Regions from separate parts of the Macaca mulatta genome. Here region 1 is linked to region 2. The links are chromatin contacts, called in public Hi-C maps. All regions are on one chromosome and are shown on one strand. Each heading gives the region's core, a stretch centred on a gene start, on an enhancer-like site or on the middle of the called end of the contact. The rest is flanking DNA. Distances are from core to core; before and after follow the strand shown. Region 1 holds the start of NEDD4L (NEDD4 like E3 ubiquitin protein ligase). Region 2 overlaps NEDD4L (NEDD4 like E3 ubiquitin protein ligase).

Region 1 (4,862 bases), core at 169-2,668, 73 kb before region 2:
CACAAGACTTCTAGAGAAGGCTTCTGAGTAGAGTGTTGACTCCATGGGGCTTAGTCTTCAAAGGAAACCCATTCTGCGGCACAGGTTTTAAGCCAGTCATGTTGCAGGGAGGCAAAGGAGAGCTTAAGGTAGGATGGGTGTGCTCTTTTGAAAACCAACTAGCAGGCAAACAGCAGATATTTAGTTATGTAGCTGGCAACGAGGAAGATGATTCTTTCAGGTCACGCGAGTTCTCTCTTAACTTCCTTGAATGAAAATCCTAAATGCATCCTGGTAATACCCAAGTAGGCACTTTGATGTTTCCTTTTCAAAGGCAAATGGAATGTTCTGCGTCTGTTTCTTTTTGAACTCACAACTGCACTTAACATCTAAATTTAAGGAAAGGCTTCCTGAAAAAGTAGACTGACGAATTTCTTTCACTTATTTAAAGTAGTCTCTTGCAGTCCTATAAATCGGAAGGATTAAATGAACTGCTTGCTAGAGAAACAGTAGCTGGGACGTGGGAAGAATCCTACGGTGGCTAATAAGACGTCTCGATCGTTTGCGTATGCAAAGGATAACCTTAAGCTTGAGTTTGATATTTCACGTTGCGGCTCAAAAATGAACTGCCTTTTATTCAAAGAACCATGCTGTATGTTTTCGTGTGGGTGGGTGTGTACTCGGGGCGGGCGCTATGTTGGTTTTGTTCCCTACAAGGTTGACACAGGCAATGGCGACTCGCGGCCACACTGGGGCAGCCTCTCCTCGGCTGGCGGCCGGGCCGGGCGGCTTGCTCCCGGGAGCTGACAATGTAGCCAAGTCCTGCTCGCCGGGGCTGCAAAGAATTTAAAGGGGTCTAGAAACATCCATCTTTTCCCCTTTTCCCAGTTAACAGCGAGCTCAGGGCTCTTGGTAAAAAGACCACCGGGAGGAAGAAACGCTCAGGGCGTTTTTGTTATTGTTCGCAAAAGCCTCTATCGCCCCCAAACGTCCAGCGCGCCCCCTCCCCTAAGCGGAGGGAAACTGGGAGGGGAGGGAGGGTCGGCGGCGCCGGCCAAGCGCGCCCGTACACGCCCCTGCGGACCCGCCTAGCGGCGGGGTGACCCCCACCGCGCCGCGCTGGAGGCCCCGGGCCGGGGTGGGCGTGGGGCTGAACTCCGCTACCCCCGCAGCCCGCGGCCCTCTCCCCAGCCCGGCTTGTGATTGGCTTGGGGGGCGCGTGCGCCCGCCCCGACGAGCGGGGAGGGTCCCCTCGCGGCGCCGGTGGGAGGAGGCGGAGGAGGGGGCGGAGAGAGCGGGGGCCCGGACGGCGCTAGCGAGGAGGCGGGCGAGCCGGGTCCCCGGGAGCGCGAGGAGGCTCGGAGAGGGGCGGAGAGCCGTGGGGCGGGAGGGAGGCGCGGGCCGCAGGGAGGGAAAGCCCGGCGGGCTCTGCGCCGCCGCCGCGCGCAGGGAGAGGCGCCGGGGCTGCCGCTGGGTGCTCGGCGCGCTCTCGGGAGCCGCCGGCCCGCTGGTCCCGTAGCCTTCCGGGAGGAAGCGGCGCCGGCAGCGGCCGGGGCGCGCGCTCGGGCACCCTCACCTGCCGGCGCCCGGCCGGTTCCCCGGCAGGGCGTGCGCAGGGCAGGGTGCGGGACCCGGGGGACCTGGAGGCAGAGGGGAGACCCGGCCGCCCGCGCCGCAGCATAGCAGCCGGGAGCGCCCCGGACCCCGCGCGGGTCGCCGGCTCCATGGCGACCGGGCTCGGGGAGCCGGTCTATGGACTTTCCGAAGACGAGGTGAGTGGCACCCCCTTCCTGCCCGGGACTCCCCAGGGAGTTCCTGTCCCGCGCCGGCAGGGGGAGGGGAAAGGGGCCGCCCCCGGGGTGCTCGTACCCGGCGTCTGCAGGAGCCCCAAAGCGGGAGGGCCCCGGAGCGGGATCGAGGGGAGCTTGGGTCCTTCCGCATCCCCCATCCTCCTCAAGCCGAGCGCATTGTTTGTAAATAAAGCGGCGCGACGCCCTTGGAGCTGGGGGTTCACTCCGCCGCTCCTCGCTTTTGGGAGGGGAGGGAGGGGGCACGCGCGCCTCTCTTCCCCCTTCGTCTCTTCCCCCTTCCTCTCCAAGCAGCGTCTCCTGGGGCTGTTGGGCAACTTTCCGCCTCTCGCCCCTGCAGCCCGGGAGTCCATGATGCATGTCACGTCTGGGTCGCGCGGCTGGAGACCCGGGGCTGCGGAGGAGCCGGATCATTTCCCCCTGGAACTTTCTGTCTCATGATTGTGTGGATCAGCAGGCGCTCAGAAGCCTGTGCGTGCTTATCCCGCCGGGAATGGGGGACACGCTGCGCGTGTCCCTCCCCTCGTTTTGCAAAGTCTACGGCTAGGATTGTGGATTTCGGAGCCTCGGTGGGGGAGGTGTTCAAGGCTGGTGGCAGGTGCTCCTGCAAACTTGGGGAGGAAGCTTGCAGCCCTGCCATTTTTTTCCTCCCGAGGATTCAAAGCCCGGCACCTCCGGGGTGGGTGGGGAGAGGAAAGCTCAATTGATCTCTTTTATTAATAAAGCGAATGAATAAGCCACGCCTTCCAGGCGGTCGGTTTCACTGGAAAGGGCTTTGTTTTTACCTTCACTCTCTCTTCCGTGCCTCCCACTCCCCCCTTTTGAAACAGTCCTTCTAAATCACTGCCTAGTCCTCTTTCGACCAGCCACCCTCGGCCCTTACTGGTATGTTGCTCTGCCAAAAAGGGGGGTGGGACCCTTGTCGCGGGCGCGGCGTGACAGGCAGGCTGGATGGAGCAGGTAGGAGTGGTTTGCCATCTGTCGGGGTGCGCGCTCAGGTCTGGCTACCCTTTCGAGAGGTGAATTTACAACCCAAGAAGCATTACTCAGCAGGGAGGTATTTCCTATCCTGGTTGTGCATTTCATGAAAAGTTGATGCCTGGAAATTCAGGCTTTCTCGATTTCTCTTTCTTTCCCTCCCTCCTTTCTTTTCAGAGGTTCTCTCTTTCTCTCGTGATGGGGGTGGGGTTGGAAGAAAGGCTATTATCTGAGACAGGCTCGCGTTATGGCTCCGCTCTCTGCAGCTCTCCTACTCTGGCATAGTGTGTGTGTGCCTGTGTGCTACGTAAGTGTGGAATGAAAGGTATTTTGGGGTGGGAAGGGTGTTTGGGGTATGAATTGTTTTGTTAGCGGTGCTAGGCAAAGCTTGATGTATTTATTTGATCAAAGAATGATCACAGTGCAAATAATGTGTGATTTGTGTGTTTGATTACTTTGCCTTGCTGTGCTTTTGTAAAATAATTTCCCGTTTTGTGTAACTACCTGGGGATAGGTGAAAAGTAGCATTGTTTCATTGACCCCGGGGGATTCTCCTCTCTCCCTCCTGGCTTCTCTCTTTGAGGAGCTTTCGCTTGCATCCTTTACTTCTCCATTTAATTAGTGGCAGTAGAGGGCAGGCCCTGAGCTCTTAGAGTTGCAGAGACACGGACATTCCTAAACAAAGGGGCTACTTGGGTTGACGTATTGCGGGGCCCGGGGGGGGGGGGCGTGGGGGTGAGGACAGCTGCATTTCATCCTAGGTTCTTTTAAAAAATGTTTTAATAACATGATTATTTGTAAAAACTCCCCGAAAAAAGGATTTTAAGAATGTTTTGAGAAGTGCAACTGGATAAATAAAACACGTTAATGTCACTGTTGTTTATGCTTTATTTACATTGGCAGTGAGTGTCAGAATCTACCTAGAGCACATCTTGCCACTTTTGTCTACAGGAGTCACTACTAATCATCATAACTGGTGTCTAGTGTGAAAGTGAAGCTTGGAATGTAAACAGAGTCCGAGTGTGTGTTGGCATGTGACTGGGTTCACTCCTGCATGTTGCTAGAAGGGAATTTGGGGCTGTATAGGAAATAGCAAGAGGTGAGGAAGACACCTTTTATTATCTATTTATTGCCATGTCGCTGGTAATATTTAGTTGCACACACATTGTATTACACAAGATGAGTCTCATCTGTCTTCCTTTTTCAACTTTCTCCTACCAGTGAAAAAATAAGCGAGGGCAGTTTTGATGACTTCACATTTCAGTGGTATTTGTTTTTCATGGGCGGTTTCATGCTGTCAGGTTGCCCTTCAGAGAATCAGGGAATGCCTTCGTAGAATATTAACGACAAATTGTTGAATTTGCACAGCTTGTTTTGTGTCCCTGAATTAGTATGTGTAAGAAAAACCAATGGAAGGTTTTAGCAGGCTCTGAAAGTAGAATGCCCGCTGAAGCAAACGGCAGGGTTTTTCTTCCAAGGCGTATTAAGTATGGGTGCACTTCAGCTCGTAGGCCTGGTGTGCTGCAGAATATCCCATATGAAGAGATTTTGACCGCTATTTAGACGAGTGACCTCATAAACCCTTTAGCAAAGTAGACACTCATACCTACCACATTTCTTCAAAGTAGATTTGTATTTTGATTTGAGATTGATGAAAAGCATGATAGGTTTGGAGTGCACCTAGTTATGTCCCAGCTCATAAAGACTGTTGAGCTCTCTGCACTGCTGTTGATGAAGCATTGCATGAACCCAGAAAATGGGGATGCCAAAGCAGAGGCTTTGGTGCTGTTCCTTGCATCATCAGCAGATGTCTGTCCCCTCTGTAGAAGGTAAGGGGTTGAGATGTGGGCTGTGTTTGTGTGAATGTATGTGCTATTTAATTTTTGCTGTGTGTTTCAGGCGGAGGTTTCTCTGGTGAGTTATAATTCATATTTATCCTGATTTAAATCATGTCATTTTAGGTAGCCAGATTTAAAACCGTCAGATGAAGTACTTTTGGTGTTGGAGGGATTAGCAGTTTACAGAACTTCTGATCCATGGCCCAAAATCACATTTGGTTTGGAATCAGAACACTTTTGACTAGTTTCTGCATCTGGC
Region 2 (4,815 bases), core at 707-3,206:
CTTGACATTATAGATGTTGGAATAGGATTATTTTTCCCTTGCTAAGAGGTTAGCAAAATCAATACAGTGTGTCTGACAGGCCCTAGAGAACACTCTACGTTTGTTAACTTTAAATTTGGGTTGGAAATTGATGTTGTCGGAGGAGCAAGGCATGTTTAGGCCTGATGATTTTTGGATAGCTTGACCAAACCCAGTACAGCCAACTTTTCCCCAAAACTCCTGTGTCCTTCTCAGTGGTTCCCGTGCCTGTGCAAGGACCCAGCACTCACCCCAGTGTGCCTCCTTGGGCTGTGGCTAACTTAGGCTGACATCCTGATAGAACGCAGTGACCACCTGGTCGTTTGATTACAGTGCTTCTTCCAGACAGCACGCTCAGAATTGCGTTTCTTACTCCAGTCTTCTTGCCCTGTAAGCATTTTCTGTGATCGCCAAATCAACCATAAAATCATTTAATTTTTTGGAAGTGGAAAATCAGACTTATTAAAATGCTGTGTTTTTGTTTTAAAGCTCAGAGGTATAGAGACCCATGAATTTTTTCCAATGCCTTCTCATAATGTGGTTTTGGTTTAGCTGCGGTTCTTCCAGGTGCAGATTTCTGAGCCCTCTGCAGATCTGCTGCGTCAGAATTTATGGCCTGGGTCTTAGGACTTTGCAATTTAAAATAACCCCTCCAGGTGAGGCTAATGCACCCTAAATTTGGGGCCAGCTCATGGGTTGTAAACTGTACTGCCCTACACAGCAGCAGCACAGTTTTAGGCTCAAAGGACTCAAACTTTTGAGTTTTTACTGGTCCAGTAAGTACATTTCACCAGAGAAATAACAAAAGTATTTGCAGAGGGAGACCAGAGCATCATCTTTGTTAGTGCAAAGGCTTAACATAGGGGAATGTGGCTTCTATGGCCAGGCCAGTGGGCTTCCTAACACAGCATATGGAATTAGGCAGACTTAACCTCCCCCGTGCCCGCCCCGGTCAGTGCCAGCATGGGCTTGAGCTGCGTCTTCACACTGATGGTCCATCCTTTGGACTGATCTCCTCATGGAGGATAAAATACAGCAAGGGGCGGGGCTTGGCTTGGCACAGCCAGTTCTTTACCCAAACTCCTGCCAACACTGGCCCTTCTTTCTTCCCCTGGTTGGAGTGCGTGAGGGTGGGGGAGGCAGGAAGAATATGCTGGACAGAGCTTCTTCCATCTAGAAGGGAATTTCAGGAGTAAGAAAGCAGCAGCTCCTAACACACCTAGGAGAAAGCAAATGCTTAGTAAACAGTTGAGGAATGAACTAAGAATTTTCAGACAGATTTTCCTCATCTGGAGCAATTGCAGAACCGCCTCTTCTTTGCTCGAGTGCTTTGTTTTTTACGGATTCATTTAAGGTCATGGTTCCAGACACTAATGTAAATCAGCACATATATTACTGAGGATGTAGAATACCTCCAGGCCCAGCTGCCTTGGAGCAGGAGAAACAGTTCATCCTCATTACCATCCAGAATATTTTATGTTCAAGATAATGCACAATCAATTTACTTTTTATCATATTCGACTTTGATTTGAGTACACTTTTGAGTTTGGATGTCAGCCACGTTGCTTCTGCGTGTTAATCTTTATTTACGGGAATAAATGGGAAGCAGTCAGCCATTTTTCATTCTTTACTGGGGAGCCACATTACAGTGGAAAAGGTAAAATTATAAGCTAATGAGACCAGAGGTCTGTATGTGGGAAAACCATCCTCATCCCTTCACAATTGTCTTTGAACCAGTTTCCCTGGGATTGTTTGAAATGTAGCAAACATGGCTCATGGTTACCCCAACAAACAGCTTTGACCGTGACACAGAGCGTATAGAATGTTTCCCGTCTTCCTTGTCAGTGCGGCCAGGAGAAGTCTTCCCTCTCCTAACCTCTGGGTAGTGCCTGTCTCTGCTGTATTCAGGCATTGCTTTCATTTTTTAGAACAGCTGCTCCAGTGTGGTTAGTGTGAATGACAGCCCAGCAGGAGGAATGGACTTGACACTGGAGACTGCACCACCCCACATTTCTTTGTCCCCTCAAGATGATTTAACTAGCTCCCTTCCCTTTTTCTTCATGCAATAACCCCAGAAGCTCGGCCGGCATTGCCAAGTTAGAGTGAACCTTAACCTGTGTATGACTCAGAATTCACATCTGCCGTGTCAGTGAACACACAGATCTCTTGGCGAACACATGGTTATCAAGATGCACATGCTCTTACGTATCCTGCCGGATTCTGGTAAGGCGCTGCTTGCGCAGTAACCACTTGTCAGGTGCTTATGATGCCTGTGACGTGAGGCTGTGGATGCAGAATTTGTGGTCTGAACGTTTATGAGTAGATAAAAATGGAAACTGAAATTGGTGAAGCAAACTTGTGGCTTTTCCTATTTTCTCATCTCGTTTGTAGTTATAACTAGAAGGTCTTCTTCATCAGTGATTGTGTTTAACAATTTGTTTACAAAATCCTATTTATTAAAATAAAAATCGTAAGAACTGCACTGCTGCTTTTCAGTGTTTGCCACTCTAGGGACCTGTATTCCTCCTCTCTCTTCTTCATCCTCCCTTTTCTTTTTTTTTGTTTCGTCGTCGTTGTTTGTGTGCGTGTGTGAGTGTGTGTATGTGGTGGGGTGGGGGTTGCCAAATCTTATGCACCGAATCTTTGAAAATGTCCTGAAATACTTATCAAATCACTAGAGCGAAGAGAAGCCCGTCTGATTTCTTCGTCTCCCAGCTGAGGAAGGACACACTTTCCCCCTCTCTCCAGGGAAGGCCTCTGTGTCCCAGCGGGGGGGGGGGGGGGGGGGAGCTGACGTCGCACTCAGTGCTGACATTTCTTGTTCCCTGGGTGAGCGCTGATTCCAGATCCTCTTCAGCCCCTCAAGCTGAACTGAGCTGCTCTTGAAGGTCCTGACCTTAACTCACACCACCTGCTACTACCTTTCTGGGTCTTGGATTTTGTCCTTACCCAGGTCCCAGGGTCATCCTAAAGGCTCTTGATAGCCCTGTGGCTGTGCTTGCTAATACACTGTCCTCGTATTTTGTCAGTGAAGTAAATGCAATAATGTTTCCTTCTCTTTAATCCAAACCACTGTCTTCATTGAAGATACTTCACCTCTAAGCTCTTAGTCTCTGCAATCTGCCCTCTCCAACCTTACCCCTCACACCCCACCTTCCTGTTGTCCCCATCTTTCCCTTCTGTTCTAGTCATTCTCGTGGGGTGCAGGGCGTGGAAGCCTGGGAGGGCTTTGCCGAAGTCCAGTTGCCTGCTCACTTTCCCAAGGGCCAGAGCAATGGGGGAGGTAGGAGGAGGTGTGGGCACCTGTATCCATTTGTGTTGAAAAAGGCACCCAGGCTATTGTGAGGTCCTTTCCTGCCCCCAGCCTGGTTTCTGGGCCTCCCTGGAGTCTCTCTGGTGTTTTGTGTTCCGGAATCGCTTATCAGCCTGGACTCCTTCAGCAGCAGCTGCTGCAGTGCCTTTGTAGTCATAGCACACACGTTTAACCCGATCCACTGACCTGCTGTCCCAGATGGCCCTGGTGTGTTCTCTCTGTCCTTAGCTGCAGAAATTGCTGGTGAATGTCACTAAGTTAAGCGGTGTAGCTTTATAACAAGTGGATGCAGCCAACTGGGGCTGGACGACCAAGAGTTTGCAGCCCCTGCCGTACCCTGTGTTACTGTTCAGTTCCCCTAGCTGTTGGTTTGGCCCAGTGGTTTTCAGTTTGGGCTGCACATTAGAATCACCTGGGGGAGGTTTAAAACCCTAGCTCTGTCCCCATGCCCTGGGGCTCACACCTGACTTCATTGGTCTGGGGCTGGCAGGCCTGGACATTGGTGGTTTGCTTAGAAGCTGCCCGGGTGGTTCTCATAGCAACCAGGGTCGAGCACCAAGGCCCGTTCTTATCTGGCTCCCCAGGCCCCCTTTAATCTCCCTCTGCAGCAGGTTGGCGCATATCGCATTGTGAAGCAAGCCATCTGATAATCCTCCTTAATCGTCTTTGAAGATCTTCCCTCTGCCTGTTGATCCTTTAAGGAAGAAGTCTCCTTGCCAGGATCGGCCTCTCTGGTCTCTGGATCTTTCCTCGCCTGCTCTCTTCAGAACCCATGAACCCTCTCTGGCTGCCTTGATGTCTGTCAGATTGGGCTGCCCAACTAGAAAGGTGGAAATCCATGTTGAGGCCGGACAGCAAGGATGGAGAGTGGCAGGGGGTGAAATGAAATGCACCAGGAAGAGTAAAGACAAGGCCTTCCGACGTCAGCCAAGAGCAGGTGTGGATTAGGCAGTCCTAAGTTTGAGTCCTGGCTCTGCTATTCATTGGCCAATTGTATTCTCCCTCCCTCTCTGATGAGGTTAATTCAGTTACCTCACTGGGTTTTGTGAGGATGGAATGAGGTAACAAAACATAAAATACTATCAGTACAATGCCCAGCCCATAATGAGTGTTTAGCAAATGTTCACCCTTTAAAAAATGTCCCGTCTGGGCGCGGTGGCTCATGCCTGTAATCCCAGCACTTTGGGAGGCCGAGACGGGTGGATCACGAGGTCAGGAGATTGAGACTATCCTGGCTAACACAGTGAAACCCCGTCTGTACTAAAAATACAAAAAAATTATCCGGGCGTGGTGGCGGGCGCCTGTAGTCCCAGCTACTCGGAGGTTGAGGCAGGAGAATGGCGTGAACCTGGGAGGTGGAGCTTGCAGTGAGCCGAGATGGCACCACTGCACTCCAACCTGGGTGACAGAGCGAGATTCCGTCTATTTAAAAAAAAAAAAAAAAAAAGTGCCTCTCTACCTTCACATACAGGAAAATTTTCTTT

The links. A called contact is a pair of places that touch in the nucleus more often than the background predicts.
Region 1: a Hi-C map of fetal cortex germinal zone shows a contact between it and region 2, with 2.3 times the contacts expected there. The contact joins the promoter of NEDD4L here to the enhancer-like site in region 2. A contact is called at or near these places in 9 of 14 Hi-C or Micro-C datasets (CD4 T cells, blood, cortical neurons and 5 more).

What each region holds. Positions count from the first base shown.
Region 1 is chr18:22,958,650-22,963,511 of T2T-MMU8v2.0, reverse strand. NEDD4L (NEDD4 like E3 ubiquitin protein ligase) reads left to right here and starts at 1,418. Exons shown (of 27, transcript XM_077974748.1): 1 at 1,418-1,751. The coding sequence starts at 1,704.
Region 2 is chr18:22,886,447-22,891,261 of T2T-MMU8v2.0, reverse strand. The region is part of intron 1 of NEDD4L (NEDD4 like E3 ubiquitin protein ligase); the gene reads left to right. Among named protein-coding and RNA genes, the nearest start is that of NEDD4L, 73 kb to the left of the region's middle. Within about 2 kb of position 1,956, at least 16 of the 40 cell types and tissues checked have an H3K27ac peak or open chromatin away from gene starts, as enhancers often do. A contact at or near this core is called in blood, where this site is marked.